2 separate regions of the Mus musculus genome follow, and region 1 is linked to region 2. Evidence: chromatin contacts called from public promoter capture Hi-C data. All regions are on one chromosome and are shown on one strand. The core of a region is the stretch at or near the end of the contact, and the rest is flanking DNA. Distances in the headings are between cores, read along the strand shown.

What was found. Capture Hi-C pulls out chosen DNA fragments and counts their contacts.
Region 1: a contact with region 2 is called in a promoter capture Hi-C map of adipose tissue. The contact joins the promoter of Sema4g here to the promoter of Pax2 in region 2. A contact is called at or near these places in 3 of 115 datasets of contacts at active chromatin or transcription factors (embryonic stem cells and pancreatic cancer cells) and 1 of 9 other capture datasets (adipose tissue).

What each region holds. Positions count from the first base shown.
Region 1 is chr19:44,985,985-44,992,287 of GRCm38.p6, forward strand. It overlaps Sema4g (sema domain, immunoglobulin domain (Ig), transmembrane domain (TM) and short cytoplasmic domain, (semaphorin) 4G), which reads left to right and starts at 3,360. Exons shown (of 15, transcript NM_011976.1): 1 at 3,360-3,373; 2 at 6,154-6,303.
Region 2 is chr19:44,753,434-44,759,690 of GRCm38.p6, forward strand. Pax2 (paired box 2) reads left to right here and starts at 3,473. Exons shown (of 10, transcript NM_001368747.1): 1 at 3,473-4,003. The coding sequence starts at 3,961. RefSeq lists promoters at 1-3,935, 1-3,935, 2,661-3,935 and enhancers at 90-798, 90-499.

The DNA.
Region 1 (6,303 bases), core at 2,110-4,609, 230 kb after region 2:
AGCTCTGTGTGTGTGTGTGTGTGTGTGTGTGTGTGTGTGTGTGTGTGTGTGTGTGTGTGTGGACACCAGTGTCAGACACACTCAGGTGCTTTATTTTACAGCAGAACTGGGAAAAATACATTAGCAAAAGTGAAGTTCATTTGTGTTCTCCAAAGGATTTTGAATGGCATCCTTACACAGCTCCCCTGTGAAGCAGCTGGCAGTGACGTGGAGGATAGGTAACACCCCACTTAACAAATGATCTGCCTTGTGTCCCAGGGAAGAAAGTCACTACTCTATTAGAACTAATTTTTTAAATTTTGTTTTGTTTTACTTTTTAGATAAGATCTTCAAGCCCAGGCTGAGGCTGGTCATGAAATTGTATAGCTAAGGATGACCTTGAACTGGCCCTCCTGCCTCCACAGCTGAGATCAGGCGTGTCCCACCAAACTTGTTTAAATTAGTGCTAGCTTATTGGTTTTGGCTTCAAGTCTTATCTCTTTGACAGAAAGGAATTTTCCTTTTATCAGCTTGTGGCACAGAGTAAGAGTTGTCAGTTAAGGGAGTTTCCTATAGAAAGGTGGGATGCTGAGCTCACGTAGGAAGAGAAGAGAAAGGAATGGATTGTGTACTGAGTCTGTCTTACCAGCAGTACTGATGGAAACGCCCATGGCAGTTTCACAAGTGCCATCGTAGAACTTGGCTTCGAAATCACACATTTGAATTATTATAAAGGAAACCCAGTGCTGTGTTTCGCATGCCTTGGACTCGGGTAGAGAAAGGATGAAGAAAGGATATGCACACTCATAGGGAAGAGCTGGGACAGGGTGGGCCGTGCTCACTGTGATGGAGCAGCACTCAGACACCAGCAACTGGATCCTCGGTGGGGTGTATCATGGACAGCACAGAGGGGAGTGAGCTCATCTCTGTAGGCTGTCTCTACTGGGGAGCAAACTCAGATCACAGTCATGCAGGAGGAGGGAGCTGAAGTTGCTAGATTTTGCACACACTGGTCAATTAGTCTTCATGGCACACACTATTGTACTTGCACAAGCTCCCAACATCTGCACGGGACCAACAGAAGGATCAGGCCACCCAAAGACATCTGAGGTATTGGGGTCCCTCCACATTCACTCAAGACTTGGTCTGTACTTTACACGTTCACTGGAGGCTTCCTCTGCTCCCTCTAGCTCAGTGAGCTGCAGAACCTGCCACACTGGCCTACTTGCTTCCTCCTGAGGGAAGTGCAATCAGCACAGCAAGTGCTGACTTGGCAAGCCCGGCTTTGTAGCCTAGTGGTCCCTGCAGTTTCTCCACAATGCCAGGTACCAGGTCTGGCCGTCTTTAGCCCTCTTCCTTCCAATTCACTTTCTCACAAAGCCTACAGGTGTCCTTCAGCCACGATTCAACCTATACGGAAGCTCTCAGCTTTTCTGATGTTTTTCCAAGCCATTAGCTAACTTCTCTCCCCTCTGTCTTCCACTAAAAACTCCCCTTTCTTGCCAGATCAAACCCACCAACCTTTTGTATGTCCCTTCTCCTTCCATCAGACGAGCCTGTCTATTCTAGTCCTCTTCCCCAGACTTGCCTGGCCCACCCTTCTTAGACTTCTCCAATCCTGTCCTCCATAAACAGAGTTCAAAACAAGTTACAATCTGCTTAGAACCTGTTTCCCCAGCTATAAAATGAAACTACTACTTCCTCAGCATGGGGTGGGGGCACAGAAAAAGAAGTGGACCAGAGCAACGTGTGTATAGAGTGTGTGCTTGGCTTGGGCAGGTGAGATGGTCTGGCAGACAAGGTGTCTGTCACCAACCCTGACAACCTCTGAGTTTGATACCTAGGCCCCACATGGTGGAAAAAGAGCAGACTCCCTGCAATTTATCCTCTAGGATATCACACATGGGGTGGGGGGTCCCACATGCATGCATGCGCTTTCATACACAATGAATATAATAAACGTTTAAAGTGTGTGTGCACTTTTTAATGAAAACATTTCTCCCAGTCTCCCCCGCTGCACCACACACTATCCTGTTTGCAGAGTGCCAGGAGATATTCTAACAGGGGGGTGGAAGTGTGATCTGGGCCCTTCTGTCTAGCAGTCTGCAGCCACACACACAGTCCAAATTCTGAGATTGTATGAGATTGAGTGCCAAACTGTATGAGCTCTGGGGAATCTTGAAAGAGGAAAGTTTCTTCCCAGGCTCTCATCAGTTTCATACGCCACTAGAAGACGACTTAAATTCCTAGGCACATGCAAGAGTCTGCTTTTTAGACTCGTATTTTGGTCCTCTTTGCCCATCATTATCGTCACGGATTTTTTTTTTTTCTTTTTGAAAGGTGGAGAGGTCAAGGCCAGAGGTCAGGATTCACTAGGATTTAAAGCCGAGTTCATTGTTGCTTTTGTTTTTGCTTTTCTGTGATGCTGGAGATGAAACCAGAGTGTCCTACATGCTAGGCAAACACTGTGCCCTTGAGCCCCAACCCCAGCCCTCGATTCGCTCTAAATAGCACTTGGAAAGGAGAGCCGGAGTTTTCAGAGAAGACCATCGTAAAGGAGTTAGGGAAGAAGGCTGAACCTGGCAAGCACAGAATTTTTGGATACCTGGGAACACTGAAAGTTTGGAGGTAAAATGACGATGGAAAATGATAAACGCAATCCCTTGAGGTGAGCCCGGGTTTGGACTGAGATTTGTTGAGTGATCCATACGTAGTGGCATGGCTTTCTTGTGCATAAAGAGCATTCTCTGTATGCTGTCTTTTCATCCCTTCAGGGCCCCATCTCACCTACTCTGACCTCAAACTGAATAGCCTGGAGGGAGCAGGGAGTGAGGAATCACACCTTGAACTGGGAACCAAGAGCTACGCAGAAATCTGATACTGTCGTCCCCATCAGCACACCCGCTCCATAGACCAAAGGCAGGAGGGCATGGCAAACATGTTTTGCAAGAAGTGAGATACAGGTTAGAGAGCAGAGTACAAGACTCCGGGACCCGGGGGTTACGCGTCCCTGCAGTAGGTAAATGGGAGGGGTCTTAGGACCAAAGCAGATCCGTAGGACCAGCCTGTTTTAGGGCGCACGCGGTGGTAGCCCCCCCCCCACCAGGGGGCGGGCGATACTCAGACTGACTGAGCCTGGAAGAAAGGGGACGCCAGGAGCCGTGGGCCTCGAGCATCTCCCACAAATCGGGTCTATTGTGCGTGGTGGGGGTCGCAAAGGAGGGCGGGCACCCTTCCCCGCCCCCGCCTCTGGCCCGCCTCCGGCCCCCGCCCCACCCCCGGCTCCGCCTCCACCCCGCCTCGCTCCGGCCGCAGCCCCTTCCTCCTGCAGCTGGTGCTGTGGGGCCGCGAGCCGCACGTCGCTGTCTCTATGGACCCGGATCCCAGCGCAAAGGTGAGGGAGGCGGGGAGTGCGGGCGGTGGCGGTGCGGGGGGCTGCGGCCGGGCAAAGCCTTGTCCGCATCCATTCCACCCTCCAAGCTAAGCCAGGCCTTTTTCACCGCCGAGACCCCCAATCCCGCATAAAAGGGTTTAGAGGGGCGCGGGCCAGGCCTCGGGTCGCGCAGGGCGCAGACCGGCCTTCTCGGAGTCGGGGGCGCCCAGCGTGCCCGGGACCCGCGTGGAGAACAGTGTTCCCCAGGATCTGGGTCATGTCTCCTGGCGTCCGGCGGGATCGAAGGAGAGCTTGTCCTCGAGCCGCAGCAGTAGATACTGAGGTTAGATCTGTTCAAAGGAGAAAACCTCGAACTGTCCAGGATGGTGGAGGGTGGGGAAGACAAGGGAGAGGCACCCTCAAATCTGAAGAGATCTCCATCTTAGTGGACAGAGGCAAATACCGCTAACCCCAGGCAGACGGACATCAGGGATGAAGGTTGAAAGCCTATTGATCCTGTGGGAGGGGTCCTCCCCTCCCCAGTTTTCTCCACCCTAGGATCTAACAGAAGATGATCAGAGTTCAGCGGGCAAACCCTGGGAAGGAACCCAAACTTGGAGTGAAGTCTGGGGTGTGAACTGGAGACCTTGAACCCGCTTAGTACTGGGGGGAGGGGTGGCATGCTCCACCCCCTGGCCATTAACTCGGCCCTCCCAACAGGTTAAATGGAGCTGGACGCTTTAGCCCAGTTCTCCAGATCTAGAAATGCAATCTGGGGGAGATGGGGAGGGGGGCGTGTGGAGCGGGGCAGGAAGAGGGCTGCTAAGATAGCATTTCACCTTCCATTTGCTAAACTCGAGGATCTCCTCTCCTCCTCCTCCTCCACCTCCCTGGGTTAGCCATTCTCCATTACAGGCATTCACTCCAGGTCAGAAGACACACACACACCACACACACACACACACACACACACCCCTTGGGGTGGCAGAGGGAGAGAGAGAGAGAGAGAGAGAGAGAGAGCAGGACTTTCAGGAAAGGAGACAGGATTCAGCCGTGCATCTGACCCCAGCAGACACTGTCAGCCACCAAGCCTGCAGCCCAAGTCAGACCCCTTTATGCATGTCATGAGTACTTACTTGTCTCTGCCCGAATGTAACTGTGTTTGAGGACTCAGAATACATGTGTGCACTATGCCTGGCCCAATAGCAACAATTCTGTGTGAATGCCCCCTTTACAAATGTGTGTGAACAAGACCGTCCTATTGAATATCTAGCCCTGCTTGTTCACCTCTGAGGATATATGATCCACTGGATGGATGACAGGTAAACAACCTTATGTGGCCTTGGCCCTTTGTGCGCTCTCTCTCTGTCTCTGACTCTGTCTCTGTCTCTTTCTCTCTGTATATGTGTGTGTGCATGCACATGACTCCTATAAATGCCTGTGTTCTTGGCCCTACACTGTGTACAAGTGTGTCACCGTCTTTGAGACCCACGAATGCCCCTTACTCCGCACTGAGCGGTTCCTCTGACCTAGGATGTCTTCCTCCTGTCTCCGCCTGGACACACTTCCCTAGTGGGAGGACTCACCCTTCAGTGCTGAGGAAACAGGAGGCCCCCCAGTGTAAACAGGTGTGCTTTCACATGGAGGGTACGGCTTGGGCAGCCTGAAACCTCCAGCTGCCCTAGCCCTCAAAACAAGAACTTGATGCCCTTTCTGTGGCTCAGAGACCCTCTCGCTCTCCCTCGTGTGACAGTGCTAACCTTTACCTCTTGAACAAACCCTCCAAATTCTTGCTATTCCTCTGACTAGCTCCAGGTCCCTCCCCTCTCTTTACAGCCGGATGGTTAATATTTGACCCAGAAGGAAAAGGAGAGGCCAGTGACACCCTCTGACCCTGCCTATGGCTGTCTGATGACATTGGGTAGATCAGGCAGCCTCCACATCTGGCCCAGCCAAGGAAATCTCCGGAAGTTCCCTGGCCTATCAATGGCCTCCACCTCAGGCGCGGTTCTAGTCTTTAAGGTGTGTCACGAAAGGTGGCTGCAAGTGTCAGGATCCCGTAGGTCACTGTCTCCATATTGTTTAAGTCTTAACTGGTCTTTCACACCGCAGTCTCCTGCACAGCAGAAATTACACTTGTGCAGCTCAGGGACCCAACTCCCTGCACCTCCCCACCCCCCCAGCCCCTCAAGCCTTTGCTCCCTGCCAGGAGGTAGGTCTAGCAGGCGGGGACTCGTGTAGATACCCAGCCAGAGGGTGCAGTATGGACTCGCACGGGCAAGGCAGAGATGTGTACCCCTTAGAGAAAAATGCCAGAGAGAAGTGTCTAATTAAAGAGAAATTCCAGAGGGAGCTCTTAGGCCGAGGGAAAGAAAAAACAAAGGGGAAACAGAACAAAATCAACAAAGACCCATTAACTGACTGCCCAGGCCTTCCCGCAGAAGGCACCCCCGCAGCAGGCAGCATTGTTGGAGGATCGGGCCTCTCCAGCAACATGGGCCCAAGCAGTCTCCTGACTGGAAGAGAGCTGTTACCATGGCATAGGTTAACAGTAGTCTAGGGTCTTATGAAGACAGCGAGTTTGCCACAGCCTCTGCCCCGAGCAGAGCTGGGCAGGATGCCGTGAGTCTTTCCTGGTGTGGGAGTTCTGTGGATGTCCGGCCTCTGGCTTTCAGGGCCGCCTGAAGTGTGGGTGGTATCGTCCCTCTTAATTCACACACAAATCAAAGGTTTTCCATTTTGGAGGGATTATATATTTATTTATTGTTTTGGTGGTTTTTTTTTTTTTTTTCCTCCTTCAGAGAACAGACAGAGACCTGGAACTTGCCCTGAGACTGGGGGCAAGGTGACCCCTTCAGAACCCTACAGTCCTCCTGGGACCCTACACTGCTCACTCTCCATGGAATTTGCATTTGATACAGAAAGGCACGTGGTGACCCGCCCTTCCCTCT
Region 2 (6,257 bases), core at 2,223-4,722:
CTAACACTCACGCAGAGCAGGCCCGCTCCAGCGGAGAACCAGCTTGACCCTAGGCTTTCGGAAGGGAGGTAGTAGGAGTGGGGCTGCCAGGCGCCAAGCGAGCATGGCAGAGGTGGCAGCAGAGAAGGCGAAGGAACTGAGATCCACAAGGAAGATTTATTGGGCAGATCAGATGCACAGAGGCGACTAATGAAGCAAATCCCGAGATGGGTATCAGAGCAACTCCCCAAAAGTTTATTTGCCTTTAAATTTCCGCAGGGAGGCGGGCTCCTTGTTTGAAGTGTAAATGCCCCTAGGTTGTGGGGGGGTGTTGAAGGGCTGCTTTGAAAACACTAGAGAGAAAAGGTTCATTTAGAGTCAGATGAGGGAAAAGCAACCAAGCCTGACAGGTCGAGCCCTGGCTGTGTTTGGGGTTGGGTTGTTGTCTTTCTTTTTCTTTCCTCCCTTTCCTCTTCTTTCTTCTTTTCTTTTTCTACTCTTTCCCCTTCTGTTAGGGCCCATAGAAGAAGAAAAAGAACAGGAAAGGGGGAGTCAGAAGGAGAGGCCATCGAGAAGGGACATCTGCAAATCAGCCCTTCCTTCTAAAGTCCAAAGAGAGGGCTGTGCAGAGGCTAACGGGCTTCCAAAGCAGCAGGGTAGATCGCCTTTTGATTATCTAGACCCAGAAACCAGCTGGAAAACTAACAGGGAAACTGGAGGTGTGTGTGTGTGTGTGTGTGTGTGTGTGTGTGTGTGTGTGTGTGTGTGTATGTGTGTGTGTGTGCGCGCGCGCGTCCCAGGAGTCCTGGGAAGGCATGCCTGAGTTTTCTGGAGCTACATAGAAATTAGACTATCACTAGCCCTCATTCCTAAGAGGATGTATGTGGCAGATACTTGCGTAAGTGCAACTTCAAAAGTGTTTTACGAATTGAATTGTTAGTTCTCTTTACAAAATGTAAAGTTCGACCCCACTCCCATTCTTATGGGGAAATATCCATTGTCTATGTTCACATTTCATAGGACGTGAAACATGAAACTATATTTCAGTTCTAGAGGACTCTGGATCTCTGTTGGAGTGAGGAACTCCGCTGATTTTTGTTTCCTCAACAGACATACCAAGACTTAACTTAAGCACACCCAACAAGAGTTCCTTTATGAACTCTTCTGAATGCTCCCCACCTCAAATTCTGGACTGATTGCTTCTTCAAAGGAAGATAAGGCTACTGCGGTTACTACCACCTTAGAGCTTCTGGCTCCCCAGTATGGGAGCTGACCCTTTTAGGCTGAAATAACTCTGTTTCCACACACACACACACACACACACACACACACACACACACACACACACACACACACACACACTTCTTTTCTGTTCCCTATGAGAAGTTAGTGCGTGTTGCTGAGGTTGTGAGGTTGTGAGATTTGGCCAAAGCAAACCCGGGAGCGCCATCTACAGGCCTTGAGAGGAAGGCATTGGTTTTCCTGGCAGGACCCCTGAACCTCCTACTCTTCCTGCCCACGGGAACCTAGTCCTCAGACCAAAGGAAGTGGGGGACAGGGTGGTGGTGGGCAGATGGAAAGGTGGTTTATTTTTATTTTTATTTTTTAGTTTCTTACTTTCCAGCAGTTACTCTGCAATTGGATTAATCTAGCCGGAAATTTCCAGGAGACCGGGCAAAGGCCCAGATCCCAACCGACCCAGCTCCCCTTGGAATGGAAAGCTCAGAATCCGGTGTAGCTGAGCCTGGCCTGAAACTCACCCAGAATGTGGGCGGTTCTAAATGCCCGGTAGGAGTCAGTCTGAGACGGGCTGAGAGTCTAGTGGGTGCTTCCCCCAACCCCATCTACTGCCGAGGCTTTTTGGCTATAGGGACAGGGGCACTGTCTACACTCATTGCCCTTCCTCTGGGCTTCAGGAGCTGCAGACAACACCAAGGAGTCTTGGGTCCGCCGGGCAAGAAAGCTGTGTTTCTCAGCTTGAGCTTCCTGGAGCCGCCCTTTTTCAGACCCAGGGAAGCCTGGGAGGAGGGAGCGAAAAAGGGGGGGGGGGTGAGTTAAAACATCAGCTGAAGTGCCAAGATGATTTATGAGACTAGGGAAAATATTTCATAAAGATCTCCTGGATATTCTGTACTTAACCAGTTAGGAGACAAAGGGCTTCTCTCGCTTAGTGCGTGCGAGAAGACCCCAGCGAACAAGGGAGCGAGTGCGGGCCAGGCTGCAGAGACTGGGCCAGCGGCTCTGGTAGGAGCCGGGCCAGGCCGGCGTGCTGCGCCAGCTGCGCTCGCTCGGGATCTGCAGAGCTGGCGGCGGGCGGCGCTCAGTCGCGTTCATAGCCTCCTCTTCTCCCCAGCCGGGGAAAGAGAACGCCTTGGTCCCGCCTTGGGCTTCTGCATCCTCTGTCACTGCCGCGGACAAGCCGCTGCGCACCGTCTCCCGGCACAGTCCCTTCCCTAGCTACCCGAGGGTCCAGGTGCCAAGTTCCCTGGCTCTCCTACCATCCGTTGGGTCCCACCAAGGCAGGTGGGTTCTAGCCAGAGGCCTCTAGCTTGATTCCAAACCAGGCGTCTGGACTGCCCAGACTCCGGGGAGGGGGTGCGCGCCACCGCGTGTGGGACGGGAGGGGACAAACTGCTGGGCACTTTGCCCCGGAATGAGAATCATGCGTGCGTGGATGGGAAGGTACCACAGGAGGAAAAGGCGAAAGGGAAGGACCAGAGGGAAAGGGAGAGAGGAAGGAAGACACAGGGAGAAACGGAAAGGAACTCAGCGCAAGGGTAGCCGAGTTAGGACAGGGGCTGCGGACTCGCGGGCGTCTGGGATTTGCGGGCATTGGCCGGTGGATGGCAGGGCTGGGCGAGTTAGGACTGAGAGCCTGGCTTCGGAGTGCCGCGCGCTCGGAGGCCCTCTGTGGTTGCCTGAATATTCATTAGGCTGGCCGCTCTTTATCCTTATCTAACGTTTATCTTCTCGGCGAGTTTCGTTTCTCAGTGTAGTTTTAATCCGGGGCTCCCATTCCTCCTCCCCCTGGCCCGCTCCTCACCCTCCCTCTTCCTTCACCCGCTGCTCCCTCCCGTTTCCCCCCCCTCCCGGGCCCTCCCCTCGCCAGCACCGGAGTGACAGGCGCGGGGCCCTCCTTGCCGAAGCTCGGGGCTCCGGCGCTGGCGAATCACAGAGTGGTGGAATCTATTGCCTTTGTCTGACAAGTCATCCATCTCCCGGCGCGGGGAGGAGGAGGGGGTCTGGAGGGGGCTTTGCAGCTTTTAGAGAGACACACACCGGGAGCCCAGGCTCCAGTCTCCGGCCGAGTCTTCTTGCAGCCGCAACCCACCTGGGGCCAGCCCAGCGCTGCGGGCGCCGCTCGGCTCCTAGGCTGCCTCCCTCCCTCCTGGCCCTTCGGTCGCCGCGGCGTGCGCCTGCCTTTTCCGGGGGCGGGGGCCGGCTCGCACGCTCCCCTCCCGCGGGCGCCCGCTTGGACATCCCGGGGATTGCTACTTCTCTGCCAACTTCGCCAACTCGCCGGCACTTGGAGCGGCCCGGCTCCCCTCCTGGCGCCCTCGGGCCGCCCCCGCCCTGAGCTCTCTTGGTTCAGAGCCTCTCGGACAACCGGGTTCCAGGGGAGCTGAGTGAGCCGTCTTCCCTACCCGGCCTCAGCTCTGGCCGCAGCTGGCGCGCGAGCCATGCGCCCCAAGTGCCCCTTGGTCCAGCCAGTCGCCCCGGGGCTGCGTTGCTGACTGCCCAGCCGCGTGCCCCAACGGTGGCAAGTTGCAGCCTCTGCGGTCGCAAACCCCAGCGGGCCCGGAGGAGTCCCGGCGTGGAGCGCGGCGCGGCGTCCCCCGCCCTCGCTTGCCCCCCAGCAGTCGGGCGCCCGCTCACTCTCCCTCCCCCACCGTCCCTTCCTTTTCTCCTCAAGTCCTGAAGTTGAGTTTGAGAGGCGACACGGCGGCGGCGGCCGCGTTGCTCCCGCTCCTCTGCCTCCCGATGGATATGCACTGCAAAGCAGACCCCTTCTCCGCGATGCACCGTGAGTACCGGCGCCCGGCTCCTGTCTCGGTTCCAACCCCATGTAGCCCCAGCGCGGTCCGGCCCCCTGCGCTCAGGTCTCACCCTAGAGGCCACACTGGCCTTTCCCTGCTCCCTCCTTTCGTCCTTTCTCTTACCTAGTGTTTCTCACGCCTTCAGCCACCGTTCTGCTTTTTGCCACGCCATACTCACGGTTCTGCCTGCCTTTCTACCTTCACTAGTGTCTCACCTCCCTCGGCTCCTTCCACCTGCTCCTCCTTACCTCTCGGGATCCATAACCCTGGGCCCAGGTTCCAGCCACCCACCCCCTAGTCAGTCTTTGCCCTGGACTAAAGGACTAATTGGCAGTAGTTTTCAGGCTGTTCTCTCTCTCTCTCTCTCTCTCTCTCTCTCTCTCTCTCTCTCTCTCTCTCTCTCTCTCTCTCTCCTCCCTCATCTTTACCTTCCTCAAACTTAGAGTTGTGGGTAATCGTGAGGAGGCTCCTAGTTTGGGCAGCCTTGGTGTCAGGACAATTATGCCTAAGATCCTGGGGGTGTGACCCCCTTCTGAGCCTAAGCTCTCGGCGCCTCTTGTTCCCTTCGGCTTAGTTAAGGCTTCCTGGGGGGCTGCTTTGCTACGTCCCACCCTTTCTCCCACCCTCACCTCTTCCCCCCCCCCTTCCCTTCCCTTTTAGCTAGGAACAGGAGAGTGGCCGGTCACTTTTTTTTTTTTTTTTAACTTTGCCTAGGGAAGTGATCATTCTAAAAAAAAAACAATGAAGGATTTTGAGAAGAAATCAAAGTCAGGGAGAGAGGTAGAGCCATCCAGGCCAGCACCTGGATGCTGTACACTCGAGAGACTTCCTTGCCTGTCTCCACTCACTGTTGAGGACCATTCAGCCAGCGCCCTGGCCAGGGGGTCAGCAAGAATGGATATAATCAGAGGGAAAGAACAAAAGAAAGACAAATGCCAAGGCTGAGGAGAAAGGAAGGAGAAATCAAACCAAGAGGGGGGAAAATCAAGGAAAGAAAATTAAAAGGATGTTGGGGAAGAGAAATAAGAAAATAGGAATAGAGGAAATATCATAATGATATTTGAATGCATCTAATTCATAACGGCTCTTTAGCTCCGAAAACTATTTGTCAGGTATCTCCCCTTGCTTAAAAAGATAAATAATATTCTAAGTAGAAAAGCCCTCCCCATCTATAGATTAATAATTAAGGATAATTTGTAACTTTCCACAAGGTAACTTTTAGACCTAGCCTGATTTGTGCTTTAAAACGCGATCCAAGAGGGAGCCGTGTTTTGTTTGTTTCCTAAGCACATATTGAGCTTCACGGGACTATAAAAAAAAAAAAACACCTGCAATAAAATATAGTTCCCTAAATAATTTCTAGGTAAAGGAAACCCAAACGCGAGACTTCGGGTCGCTGCGAATCTCTCAGCCGGCCGGGAAGCCTTGCTCTTTTTCGGAGGGAATGAAGCAGGTTCATCCAGGCGGCCGGTCTCTGCCTCAGCCCTGCTGCCTCTGCAGCACTCGGGGGTTTTTGAGGATTGCTTCCTGGACCCATCAATCGGGGCCAGTGACGGGGAACCTCTTCGAAACCCAAAGGGGAGAAAAGCGAGCAGAAGGTGGTCGAAGGAAGGGAGAGAGGCTCTGCACGGGCCGGCGAGACGAGCAGCTACAGCCCGGGTTTGCGCCAGCGGCAGTTGCGCATTCTAGGCCCGGTTCCGCACAGATCCTCCGCAGCCCATCCGCCCTGAACTCCAGCGGTGCCCGGTTGCAATCCCCACCCCATAGATTAGGGCAGAGGGGCCGGGCCCGGAGCCCGGTGAGGCTGAATTATTCATCTTTAATCTGCCCGCAGCTGCCGCCTTTTCATACCGGTAACGCGAGTTCTCCCGGGGCCTAAATTATTGATGGTCCGGGTTTGTAGGGAGCAGAGGGGTGGGGGAGTGGGACCAAAGATGGGGAGACCATAGGGATGGGGGTTGTAAGATAAGAGGTTCTGGCCTCCCGGAACCACTGGATTAGAGGCCTCTGTCCAGGGGTTTCTTCTCCCAAGCTTGTTTTTTATCTCCCTATAAAAAGATGGGAGAGATTTAAAGAGGGCACGAGATGCGCCCGCTTTCTTCGAAACTCGCTGGAGGCCACGGAGCAGTGGCTGCAGGTTGTAGACCTTGTCTGGCCTGACTCTGCCGCTAGAAGCCTCTGCGGCTGGGTTGCTGAGTAATTGCGGCTGCAGGTTAATCGCTCTAGGTGCAGGATTTCTGG